Regions from separate parts of the Anser cygnoides genome. Here region 1 is linked to region 2. A link is a contact called in public Hi-C data. All regions are on one chromosome and are shown on one strand. The core of a region is the stretch at or near the end of the contact, and the rest is flanking DNA. Distances in the headings are between cores, read along the strand shown.

Evidence for each region. A called contact is a pair of places that touch in the nucleus more often than the background predicts.
Region 1: a Hi-C map of liver shows a contact between it and region 2, with 1.7 times the contacts expected there. The contact joins the promoter of NCK2 here to the promoter of C1H2orf49 in region 2. A contact is called at or near these places in 2 of 7 Hi-C or Micro-C datasets (granulosa cells and liver).

The regions. Positions count from the first base shown.
Region 1 is chr1:145,051,957-145,058,842 of Taihu_goose_T2T_genome, reverse strand. NCK2 (NCK adaptor protein 2) reads right to left here and starts at 3,978. Exons shown (of 6, transcript XM_066984773.1): 1 at 3,656-3,978; 2 at 2,006-2,098.
Region 2 is chr1:144,895,642-144,901,970 of Taihu_goose_T2T_genome, reverse strand. C1H2orf49 (chromosome 1 C2orf49 homolog) reads right to left here and starts at 4,125. Exons shown (of 4, transcript XM_048046440.2): 1 at 3,969-4,125; 2 at 1,775-1,941. The coding sequence starts at 4,097. TGFBRAP1 (transforming growth factor beta receptor associated protein 1) reads left to right here and starts at 5,216. Exons shown (of 12, transcript XM_048046435.2): 1 at 5,216-5,351.

The sequences.
Region 1 (6,886 bases), core at 2,729-5,228, 160 kb before region 2:
GTAAACGTCCTAAATATAGTAGGTTTTCTATAGTAAAGTTTCAGCTACACTCTACCTGTGGTATCTCTCAGCACCTGTTTTCACATTTCCATAGCTATTTATATAGCTGTGAGCTGTCTGCAGACAATAACTTAAATGAGTCAAGGTTGAGTAAAACTGGATCAAGTTTCGTCAGCTTAGATTAAAAATGCACCTGTATTGCATTCATTTTTCATCTGTATTCTCATGACTAAGAGAGATGCAACATTTTTCACAATTCAGGTATCTAGCAAAATTTCCAGCACGTTCACTCCATTGTGCTTCGGAGAATAATGACCATTAGTTACATGTTACCATATTAACACTTGTTAACGAGATCAGGACCAAAAGCAGGGCAACAAACCTATAGAGGGAAAAATCCTCTAAGCCACGCAGTGTGTTTCTACCCCTCTGAACAGATATTGGACATGCTGCCACGTCTGAGCTTCCACTCTAACAGACGTTTTTCTCAACAGGAGTATTTCTAAAACTTCACCGACAGCGGTTTATTGTGCAATACCTGTAATAATGTAAAATGCAATGGGTCGCTGTTCTCTAATCAAGATTTATTTCTCTGCGTAGGAATTCCCTAAATTTACAATACTCTACCAAGGCTTAAGAATGTACGCCGCCAAGCCACCTCACTGCACACCAAGTTATTTATGCTGGTTTTAAAACAGGAACTCAGTTTGTTAACGGAGAGAGACAAATTCATTTGTTGCGTCATATATATTTAATGGGATATAAAAATATATATTTCATATGTCAATGCACTTCCAATTTACTCACTTCATTAGCATTTATGAAATAATTAAGAATCCTCATGACAGGGGAAAAAGATTACTCTAGAAAAAAAAAAACAACACTTGAAAGAATCGCTTTACCCACCACTAAACAGAGCAACAGTTTAACTGGGCAGAACACCGATGACTACGTTACGATGAGGAAACTAGTGGATCTAATTGAATAGGCAAGAAAAAAATTAAATGGAGCACCTTAAAACAGGAAACAGCTTAGGATACCTGGGCTGGCCAACCTTCATGTACTTGCAAAGCAAAATAAACAGAAAAGCTATTTTTCAAAAGGCAGAAGTCACCAGGTCTCATCCAGCATCTTTTTCAAAAGACCACATGAGAGTACGCTAGTTAAATTAATTGTATAGGCCTCATCTGTGTGCTTTAGGAGGAAGAAACAATGCTATCTGCCTATCTGCCACATCACAAACGCCACCCCTGTTGTCTGTGAAGGCCTTCCAATCCAGGAACTCCTAGGGATCCTTGACTCTCAGGCTCTGGGGGAGCTATCGTTTTGCAACATTTCTGTATGCCTGGTAAATAGAAGGATAAAGGGTATTGTCTGTAAGTTTATTATTTCAGCAGAAGCAGACAGCAGCTTGCCTGCAGCGCGCCTCAGCTCACAGCACAGGCAGACCAGACCACGCGCAATGACCTACTTCAGCTCAGCGGTGTGTCCAGCACCTTACCTCAGGTCTGACCACACTAACCAAAATACGGCAGCATCTTGGTTTTGTTGGTACCTTCTTTCAAACATCTCTGCTAACTCCCGCCAGCAACCCCCCTTTCGGAGAGCACAGGGGACAGGAGAGGGAAGGGAAGAGCCATGGCTGAGAAACCACAAGTCCTCTCAAACAGAAATCATTTTCTAGAACATCCGTAACCATCAGATTCATAGACATCTTGGTTTTGATTTTGATCCTGCAGCAAGTAAATTGATAGAGCACCTGCCTCTGTGAGTCTGGAGCAGGTTTTATGCTTGTATGGCATGAAAAAGAAGGACACTTCAGGTAGTTCTGCTGCTGCTCGAGGCTATGACCAGCAAACGATACTGCCCAAACATCGCTTTTGAGTCACTACTGTAACTGCTAAGGAAAGCCATGAGCACCATGAGAAAAGGAATAACAAATGTCAATAGCAACACCAAGATAAAAAAAAATACAAAGGCTGGAAACAAAGCAGATGCTGCTGACCTTGTCCTTCTTCTTTAGCACACAGTTGATGTGACGTGACACATAAGAGAGCAAATACCTTTCCTTAACGCTCCCAAGCAGCTAGGCAGGAAACTATAGAGAAAAGAGAGGAAGGAGAAAAAAGGGATAAGTTCCCTTTTCATTGCAGCAGCAAGGCAAAGGCTGAAGTTTGGGATTTATCATATATTCAGCAGCAAGGACATAATAAAATCAACCATCCATTCAATCAGTGACTAACTCTGCTGTTGGTTTTGGAGAAAAACAGCAAAAGAGATCCTGAGTCCCACTGTACCACAACAGAGATCAGAAATATCATCTAGCAGAGGTAAAAGGCTAGTACAGCAGCTAACAGCGCAGTGACAGAAAAGCTGCAAGGAGAGCTAACGTTGCAATGAGTCTATATCTGTTTCATGGCCTATATTAAAATATTTGCTAATTACTGTCTTGATCTTAGCAGTACAGGTGCCTTCTGTCTCTACGTTTACTCGCTGCTCCCAAAAGCGACATCTTCTGTCAAAGTTTCAAGAAAGTCAGCTACGAGGACAAGACCGCTTAAATCGACCGGGGCCAGCCCTGAGACTTCAATATCCAGAGCTGTAAACCCGGGTATTTCCGAGAAGCTACAAAGTAATTTTCCTCCAGAAGCTCTAATCCTCCCTCCCGCACACGCTGTGCCCCTGCCACCATCTACGCGGTGCTGGCTGCTGAAGATTCCTCAAAAGCAGGAGGAGAAGCAGCGCTCTCAGGGAGACATTCCTGCCGAGCTCCTGCCCTGCCAGCCCTTTCAGATTCCTCCATGTTAAGCTCCCGGCCCCGGCTCTCGATGACATAAGGCACGCGTGGCTAGGCCGGGGAGGTCCGTGTTTATGAAGGCCACTCGTGGACGACGAGCCCAGCTCTCCTCCGTCGGCCGGCCACGAAGGCGGCGTGTTCCCGGGGAGCAAATATTGCCTCACGGCACACAAAAGGAGCGGAGTCCGGCTAGGGGAGGCACGCTGGGAAGCGATCAAGTTTGAAACTAACAAAAGAACAAGACGGCGGTGAGCGGGTGCCGCATTTAATCCACGGAGGCACCTCAAAACCCAGCGAGGCGGTGGGGCACCCTGCTTGTGCCTTGCCCTGGGGGGGGGGGGGGCTGTTAACTTTTGGGGTTTTAAAGCTTTCTGTCGTCCCGCTCACGGCGAAACCCCACGGTTTTGGGTCTTACGTTGTCCCGCTCATTGCTTTTTCGGGCTTCTGAAGTGGAAGCTAGGGGATGGAGAGAGGGCTGGGGGGGGGGGGGGGGGGCATTGCGAGAATATTCCCCACCGCCTGCCGCCTTTCACCCCTGGGACGAGGACACGGCCCCATCGGGGTCCCCCTCACGGGAACTTTTAGGGGGACGGCGGCCGGCCCCCCACCCAAAGGACCCCCCAACCCCCCCGGGCCAACTCCACTCGCCTCCCCCGGACACAAAGCGGCGGCTGTCGGGGGATGGAGACTGGGATTAGGATTAGGATTAGGACTGGGATGGGGGGGGGGGGTCACCGCCCGCCTGCCCCCCCAAGGGTGACACCCACCCCTCCCCCCGCCGCCATGCCCCCCCCCCCCCCCCGTTCGCCACAAGTTTGCGGCGCGGGGCCCGTCCCGCACCGCCGCCACCGCGCTTACCTCGGCTCGGCCCGGCCCGGCCCGGGCGGCGGGGAGCGGAGCGGAGCGGAGCGGAGCGGGGCGGGGAGGAGGCTCCCAGCCCGGGCGGGCTCCGCTTCTTTGTCTCCTCGGCGGCGGTGCCCGCTCGCTCGCTCCCCCCCCTCCGCTTCCCTCTTCCCTTCCCCGGAGCGGATGCGGGCTGCGTGCTCCGCTGGGGGCCGGCTCCCCCCTTCCCTCTTCCTCCTCCGGACGCGTCCAAGGCCCCGGCCCTCGGCGGCTCCGGCTCCTCCGCTCCCTGCCCGCAGCGCCCGGCGGCGGCCCCGTCCCCGGCCCCTCCTCCGGCAGCCGCCCGCCCGCCCCCCCCCCGGCACAGGCACAGCCCCGGCCCCAGCCCCCGCCCCCGCCCGGCCCTTCCTGCCGCTGCCGCTGCCGGGATGGCGCGGGAGGAGCTCCCCGGGCTCCCCCTGGCGCTGCGGGAGCGCCGCCCTTCCTCCCCCCGCAGGAAGGCCCGGACGAGCCGTGCCGAGCCGTGCCGAGCCGGGCAGGGCAGCTCCGTGCCCCCCCGGGAGCGCTCGAGTTGAGGGGGGCACCGCGGCACACGCACCCCCCAACCATCCCCCCCCGTGTTGAAGTTGACGCCCCGACACCCCCTCGAAGTTGAGGGGGGCTTGGCCAAAAAAAAAAGCCCCAGCCGCAGGCTTGTGGTCATCCCAAAAGCCGCCGCACACCGTGGTGTGGGTCATCCACCAGTGGCCAAACGTGGGAGGTCCCACAGATGTCGAAAGGGTGATGTGGAGGGATGAGATGGCGGTGCCAGGTACGGCCTCTGTCGTGCTGCCAGCCCCATCCCACCCCCACAGATCTACAGAGTAATTTGGGTTGGAAGGGACCCCGAAGATCACCCAACTCCAACCCCCTGCCATGGGCAGGACACCTCCCACCAGACCAGGTTGCCCAAAGACCCCATCCAGCCTGGCCTTGAACACCTCCAGAAATGGGGCACCTCCACCCCTGGGTGGGTCTGTGAGGTGGTGAGCTACGAAAGGTTTGGCCTTGTGGAGGTGGCCACCGGGTCCAGCAGGTAGAAAGCCACATGCAAATCCAAAATACACTCATCAGTGCCGAGAAACCGCTGTCCTGCTTTCCCCGACCAAGGAAAAAAAAAAAAAAAAGTGGGGATAACCTCATGCAGATTTTCAACTCTACATATACCAGTTACAGAAATACATGTCCCGAGACTGACCTGTGTTTCTATTTGAAATATTTCAGAAATCTTTGAATAATTCCCTCTTCCCCTTCTTAACTTTTACATGTTCTTACAGCGTTTAATTGATGGTTTTGGCAGCCCTGGTTGCCTTTTGCATGCCTGCTAGATAAAACCGAAAGAAAAGCGTGGCCTCTTGTTTCTTCCAAGACTTAGTGTGCACCTCAGGGAGGGACAGAAAGACTCAAGCCCTTTTGTACACACATTTGACTGATTCAGAGGGTTGTTAATCTCCCCTTCTGAACAATAATCTGACCCTGCTTTTTGAGAGCTGGGAAATATTTGGGGTCCCAGGAAGGGGAATTGCACTCTGCTCCACAGCCGCCACCTCACCATGAGGTGAGGCCTCGCTCCAGCCTCCCTCCAGGCTTCAGCCTGCGAAGGATTACACCAAATTTAGATGAGGCTGGCTGTTGAAGTACTTTTGGAAACACGTCTTTTGTTCCTGGAATAAAATACACTGTAGAGGCAATAGTAGAGAGGTGAATAACCCAGCTCTAGTTCACATTTATAATGCACAATCAGGTTTTTTTGTTTGTTTTGTTTTGTTTTTAGTTTTGTCCCTCCTTACCACAACTTGCTAATTTCATCATGCAAGAATCTCCTTTTTTGTCATTTTTTCTACAATGCCGCCGAGCTGAGGCTGTGCAGGGGAGGGTGGCAGGACGGTGCCAAGTCTCCAGTCCAAAAGAGACCTCCAAAAGTGTCCAGCAGCATAACACACCAGTAGAGTGTGGCAGTAGAGTAGGGCAGTAGAGCTCAAAGCTTCCCAGGTACCTAAAGAAACAAAAAATAAAATAAAAACGATGAAGCACACCTAGCTCAGGCAGATTAATGCTAATAGGATTTATGGATGAAAAATGTTCTGAGACAGGATTTGAATGAAGACATTGTCTTCAGGCAAAGGACTAATTTGAGGACTCTGAAGCATACTGTTGTTAAATATATTTAATTACGTTAAGAAATGATCCATTAAAGCTGGTTTTTCCATACTGTGGCTTATGACAAACAGAGGACACCGTAGAAAGGGATAGGAGTGGTATGTTGAAGGGTGCTCAGATTGCCTGCTGGAAGTATCCTTTTGTTTCGCCAACAAAAAAAGACCATGATGTTGCTTTGAGTAGTATTTCAAAATGTTGAGCCTACTGAAATATTAATGTACACTTTTTGAAATATCATAATTAGCTCTTATCTCTGGAATAACTGTTATTAAACAGATCTGACTGCTTGTGATTCTAATGAGAATTATGTTCTAAATATGAGAAGATGATAAATTTGGGGGAATGCGCACAGAAGTGAAAGCAGTACATGATGCGGTGGGCATGCTATTTTGTATAAAGAAAGTAAATATGCAAAACATATACTTTTGCATATGCATAAGAGTGGCGCAGTCCTTAGAAACTATATACACAGGAGAGAACAGCATGAATATTTCTCCCAGCCTAAGGCTATAACTGTATAGTAAAAATAAAAGAAAAAATGGTTAAGCAATAGGAGGATGTCTCTCCATCTTGGTTGAAGAAGCAGTCTGCCTCACACTACTCAGAATAGGGTTACGTGCAAACTACAGATCTAAAGGTGACTACTTAATGGCAGTGATTTGCACAAGACACTGGAAAACCATATTCTTTTCTTTTTGCTTTTTTTTTTTAATTTTTTTTATTTACCTTTCTTATCTTTTTGACCACCTATTTTCATTCCCTGTGTAATGCTACCTGTGCTGTATTGCCCAGCAGAGCCGTAAGTTCCCCAGGACTGTGATGCAGCTGTAATCTCTGCCACGAACTCCAATCCTGCAGATGTCATGCATTTACAACTCAGAGAGACATGGATGGGATTGCTGTCTCTGAGATAAGTCTCCTTCCTCGTTCTGCACAAGTCACTCACCCTTTACCCAGATACTTCGGTTCTCAGCTGCCCAGTCTAGACTCTGAGTTAATACATGTTCCTGAAGGCCGGTGTGAGAAATTCGTGTGAGGATGTCAGAA
Region 2 (6,329 bases), core at 2,876-5,375:
GGTATGCAACTACACACCGAGCTCTGCTGATCGTCTCCAAGCCCCACAGTACTGCGAGCACACTTTGGAAAACAGAGCCTTTCCACAGTGGAATGCAGCAGACAGCTCCTGTTATTCAAATGATCAATCAGCTTATCTGACTTTGAGTAAGTAATTTACTTTTAGGTCAGTTTACCTCTGACTTGCACATAATTTACAGCCTCATAATGGCCAGGGATTTTGTTTTTAAAAACAAGAACGCCAAGGTCTACTTCCTTCTCTTCACAACGGCATGACACCAACTCTCCTGAAGCTGACAACACAGCTACGAGGAAAAACATACCGTTTTAACATCCAAAAAGATGACCAAACTTCCATGATTCTTCCCATGACCATACTGTAACTGAAGCTTTCTCTGTGCAACTTTTACTTACTGAATGTGCTGAAATTCCATTACCTGCTCCCAGTTCTCTGGTGTCAGTAGTGCTAGCAAGAAAAGATTAACTATTCCAGATAGCTCTTTGCCAGCATAGTTGTCAAGTATGAAGATCTAATTCTAGCAAAAAATAGTGACTGCTAGAAAACCTTAAAATTGTCTAACACCAGAGCAAAAACTAAGCCTGGCATGCTAGATGCTAAATGCTAAGAGCAATTGCTAAAGAAAAGCAGACTGGTAGATTAAACATATTTACTTTTACTGACCATTTCCCTAGTAAAAATAGGTTTGACCCTTACTGAGTTTTAGTGTACCAAAATAACAGCTCCTACACTTACTCTACATATGATATAAGGATGAAGCCATTCTCCCATCTAAAAATTAACACAGCTGCCTTCTCTCAAAAACATCCTCCCCGCTATCTTTAGTTCTCTGATAAAAAATTCTTTTGCACCTACTTCAGCACATCAACAGTGTCTTATTATTTGAACAGTAACCTCGTGCTTTTATCTTCAAGTCACAAACAGACCTACCTACAAACAGACCCTTTAAGCAAAAAAAGACATAACAAGACAAGTCAGTATTCTAGACACTGCTTAAAAAAATAAAAAAAAAATCACTTGCCAGAATTTGTTTAGCTCTTCCTTGCTAGAAACCTCAGTAAGGCTAAAACAGACTTATGAAATTAGCAAGCTGTAATAGTGCAAAAAACATGAGAATTTCTGTCTACCTTTCCTTTAGCATTTACTGATGGAGCTAAATCAGACTTGCCACTCATGCACATCAAAGTTAAAGTCTTGGGCAGGGAGGAGGTTTGGGGAAGAAAACATAAATAAACTTCCGAAGAAGATTTTGCTTTCTGATCAAATCCAAACGTAAAGGTTTTGAACACAAGGCAGAACACTTTCAGAAAGGAGGCATTAGTTTTGAACTGGACACACAAAACTGCTGCAGCATACATTCCTGACTCAGCAGACCAACCCTGTTCAGTGAGCAAGCATAGTTCAACATGCTGCTGGTATTTGTCTTAAACACTGTAAACATGATTATTAATATTTAACAATTATTAGGTGAAACTAATAACAATTTTTTTCTTCATACACTATTTTGAAACAGCAATAAAAAAACAAGTGTTATAAACTAGATACCACTAATAACATTTAGATGACAAAAAAAGATCATACTTTTTTCCCTGCAATTGGAGTAGGAGAATCCAACACTTACGACACAGATGACGACAACATTCTTGGTAAACCGTAACAACATTCAAAACTTGTACAAGTTTTAGTAGTCAGATAAGACCAAATTAACTGCATTTTCCTAAGCTCTCCAGATCTATCCCGTTGAAAGCGAAATTACCTTTTATTTTCACTTTTCAGTTCATTTTGCTGTCTTTTCTTTTCCATCATTTTCCCCCATCTACTTTTGGGTAAGTCACGCTGAGGCAACGGAATGGCATGTTGAATGTAGAGATCAGTGAGGCCGTCTTTGTCCATCTTTACATCATTTTTGACTAGGATATTCTTCTGTGGGGGACAGAAGAAAAAAAGTTATTATTATGAGAAATTCAGAGCGCAAACAGTGGGAAAATTTCATTTTTCAAAAGCCATTCTGAAGCCATTCTGAATTGGGCATAAATGCCAGGGTGTCAGTGGAGGGGGCTGCAGGGGTGACCCCTGTGGGAGGCAAGGAAATGCCCTGTGCCAGTGACAGCTGATAACTCTGAAAACAACCCACTGCACACCAAAGCTTCAACCAAGCGGAGGAGGACATGGCGTCGCTGCTGAAATACCTTTAACAAAGGGCAGAAGCCACTAGGGGCAGGAGACACCAAAGGACGCAGAGGAGAAGGCACATGAGGAGCTCTGTGAAGAAATGCTCTCCTTCCTCGTGCAAGGAACTGAGAGGGAATGACAGTAATCCACACTGGAAACAAGAGAAGTTGAGACCAGGAAGGGATGAGAAGAGGCGTCTCCCTATGTGTTTAATGGTTTCTTTCTGCCATTTCTTACTTCTTACGCATCTCCTTCCTCTGTTCCTTGATTCTTACTCATTTTCTTCTGCTCCAGCATGGGTTTCTCCATGGACCACAGTCTCCATGAGGCTTTCCCTGCTCCAGCAGGAGCCCTCCACAGGCTGGAGCCCATCACCAGCCACAGCCCCAAAACCATCAATTTTTCATGAGTCCCGTTTCCCCATTCTCCTCACATCTGCTCATCTGTCTACTCCTGCACGGCCTCTCTGTGCCTCCTGCCTCTTGCTGCTGCCACTCTTTGTAAAGCAGATTTGAGCAGTACCACGTGTTCCTCTGATTGGCTGAAGTTTTGGTGTGCGATGGGCTGTTTTCATCACTGTCAGACAGTTGAACCTTGCTGTGACCAGCACAGGGCAGTTCCTCACCTTTGCCCACACAGATAACCCCCGCAGTCCACTGCTATGCAAATCCTGCAATTTTTTTCCCAATAAAAATAGTTACACAAGAGAATTAAGTTACGATAGAACCACTGCTGTTAACCGAGGTTTTCATGCACTCTTTAACACGCCTCCCTGACTACAAAGTCAGAGCTCTCTTTCATACTTCCAAAAACCAGGCAATTAGAACATAACGCAGTTCAAACTCCCAGATGTGGAGCTCTGCTTCTGCACCAGTTCCCAACATGTAAGCTGCTAAGAGAGACTTCTTGTCACTGTCAGTTATAAGAGCACGCAAGTTTTCTTTCTGATCATACACACCGTTGTGAAAACAAATTTTGGTACCTTCGATCAAATTTATTAAGAGAAAAAAACGGTAACGTCATGCAAACACAGGTCACTGAAAACAGGTCAAGTGTCTGCTGCTATTGGTTTTGACAATGCTTTATAACTTCTGATATGGGCTCAAAACCTGTACACTATTGTGCACATAAACTATGTGAACAAGAGCACACAAAGTTGAGCAAGCTCCTGTAGAAGCCTTAAATGATTGTTTCATTCACCTAATTTTGCAGATCAGGCAGCAGCAAGTACTCCACATCAACTGAAGCTTCAAAATCGGCTATAAGTCACTTTCAAACTCAGATTTTTCAATAACACACAGTTAAACGCTATCTCTGCTGATCGTGTAGGATGTGTTGCCTTTAGCTCACCGAGCACGCATGCACCAGCCTTAACAGAGAAGAGATCGACTTTCCACGGGTAACTTTACTGTATATAAATGCTGCCTCACGGACATGCAAAGTTGGATAAATTGTTCTTTAGCAACCACTGCAGCAGGGTTCAGACACGGTCCCTAGGAAAACAAGGGGGGCAGTTCTCAGGCTGCACGCCTCTTTTAAATGAGCATCCGAATCATAGCATTCCTTTATTTATTATTATTTCCCAATTATTTCTTCCCCGAGTGCTTCTGGTGCACCCGCGCAGGGCTGCACAAAGACCGGCGAGCAGAGAGGGCCTGGGAGAAAACCTCCCGCACGGCGACCGCCGGGGCCCCGCGGCCGACCTCCCCCCCCCGGCCCCGGGCAGGGCCGTGCCCCTCTGCGGAGCCGCCCCGGTGCCGGGCGAGGCGCGGTCGCACCTGCTCGAGGGTGAGCAGCAGGAACTCCTCCGAGAGCAGCTCCGGGTGCAGCAGCAGCTCCGAGTCCGAGCGCCCCAGCGGCCGCTCCGCCGCGACACCGCCCGCCCGGCCCCGCCGCTGCGCCGCCATCTTGTGCCGCCGGCACCGCTTCCGGCCGCTGAGGGGCCGCCGGGCGAGGGGGCGGGGCCTGGAGGCGGAACTGACGTCAGAGCGCGGAGTCTGGGCGGGGGGACAGGGGAAGGGAAGGGAAGGGAAGGGAAGGGAAGGGAAGGGAAGGGAAGGGAAGGGAAGGGAAGGGAAGGGAAGGGAAGGGAAGGGAAGGGAAGGGAAGGGAAGGGAAGGGAAGGGGGAAGGGAAGGGAAGGGAAGGGAAGGATCACTGCGATGTGGTGCTGGTCAGTACGCAGAGGAAACCCATTTTATTATAACTTTCTCAGTACACAGAAGGAGAAAGTGAAATAAGTGCCTTCTGCTTTGAGTTAGCGAACTGCCTGTCCATTTAGAAACAGGACAGGGAGTTGCAAATAACGATGTAAGTTAACCGCGTTGCCCTTGTGACGTAAAATGTGATTTCAAGTATTTAATGCGTTTTACAGAACTAAGAGGCAACAAGCTATGTGACACAAACACACCTGCACGTAGAACAAGCCACACATATAACTACTTAGCACATATATACTATAGATATGTAGAGCTCTTAAGATAGATCTATTATTATGAATTCAAATTTGGAATATTAAAGATCATTTAACTGTACAAGCCAGCAGTGTAATGTTTATTTACGTTCACAGAACCACAGAATGGTTTGGGTTGGAAGGGACCTTAAAGATCGCCTAATTCCACCCCCCTGCCACGGGCAGGGACACCTCCCACCAGCCCAGGCTGCCCAAAGCCCCATCCAGCCTGGCCTTGAGCACCCCCAGGGATGGGGCACCCACAGCTTCCCTGGGCAGCCTGTGCCATCCCCCCACACAGCGCCCCCCCCGGCTGTTTCCTGCTGGCTCACGCCACCCATTCCCCCGCGTCCCCCCCTTCCCCTCCTCCCACAGCACTCACACCCCACCGCCGCTATTTCTTTATTCAGCTTAGCCTCGTACGCCAGCACAGCCCCTGACAGGACCGCCCCCGCCGCCCCGCGCCCCGTCAGCGCCCAACGGCCGCCCTCCCGCCCCCTCACGTGACGCACCCCTCCCCGATGGGCGGGGCCCGCCCGCGCGCCCCACGTGACGGGAAGGCGGCGGGGCGGGGCCGGGCGGGGCGGGGCGCGGTACCGGAAGCTCCGCGCCCGCCCCTCCCCTGCCCGCGGCCGGCGGCGGCGGAGCTCCAGCGAGGCCCGGCCCGGCCCGGCCGCGGTTCCTGGAGCGGCGGCGCCCGGCGCTCGCAGGTGGGGGGGGGGGGAGCCGTCCGGGGCCCGGTGTGGCTGCGGGTGGGGGAGTAACACCCGGATTACCGGGGGTCTGCGCCACCGGCGGCCGGGCCGGCTGGCCCCGGGAGTCCTGGGAGCGCTTTTCTCGCCGTGTGGTGACCGGGGGGGGGGTTGGTTTATTGGCTGCCGGGCTGGGCCGGGCCGTCAGACCGCCGGTGTGTTCGGGCTTCGTGTCCGGGGAGTCGGGTTTGTCCTTCGTTACCTTAAAACCCTCAAATTAGGTATTAAATAATTCTATGTATTCTTCATTTGCTCTTATTCTGCAAGCTTTTGAAGGCTGCTTGGCCAAGAGCAGGGCTGCGAGGTTCTCCTGACGGCAGGCGTTAGGAGAGGATGTGCCTGCCCTGCCCTGCCCTGCCCCACGCAGACTTTAAACTCCCAGGCAGGAAAGCCGCCCGTCCTCCCCGGGACGCAGCCCGGCACTTCGTGATGCACACGCTCTCCGAAAAGCAAACGACCAAAAGCTGTTTCGGTAGTCAGCCTTTGGGCTGCCCTCTTTGGCTTAACGTCTTGTGTTTTGGAGGGCAGCGTGGCTGTGTTGCTCAGAGACCTTCGTTATCATCTTACCTTGGGGTATTTCTCTGGTGTTTTCGTGTTTTCTTAGCTGAAGGTCAGAGGACAAGCTTAAACCCTAGATGAGGCTGCAGTTTGAAACAGTCAGGGAATCCAAATCTAAAATCCTTTTTGACTTCTGGAAAAACTAGGAAATGCTTGGCTTAAAAGATCACTGTTGATTACATTACATTCTAATGTAATTCATTTCTGGATATATTCTTACTTTGGTCTGATTTCAGTTACTGGTAACTCATGAATTGTAGTTTACCTTTGCGTATTCATTTTTGGAAATTTTTGCTGTGGTTTTCAATATTACCTTATAAGAGCAAAACTTTGCTTTTAGATGTAGTGGTTTGAAACAGAATTCATTTTTATTATTTG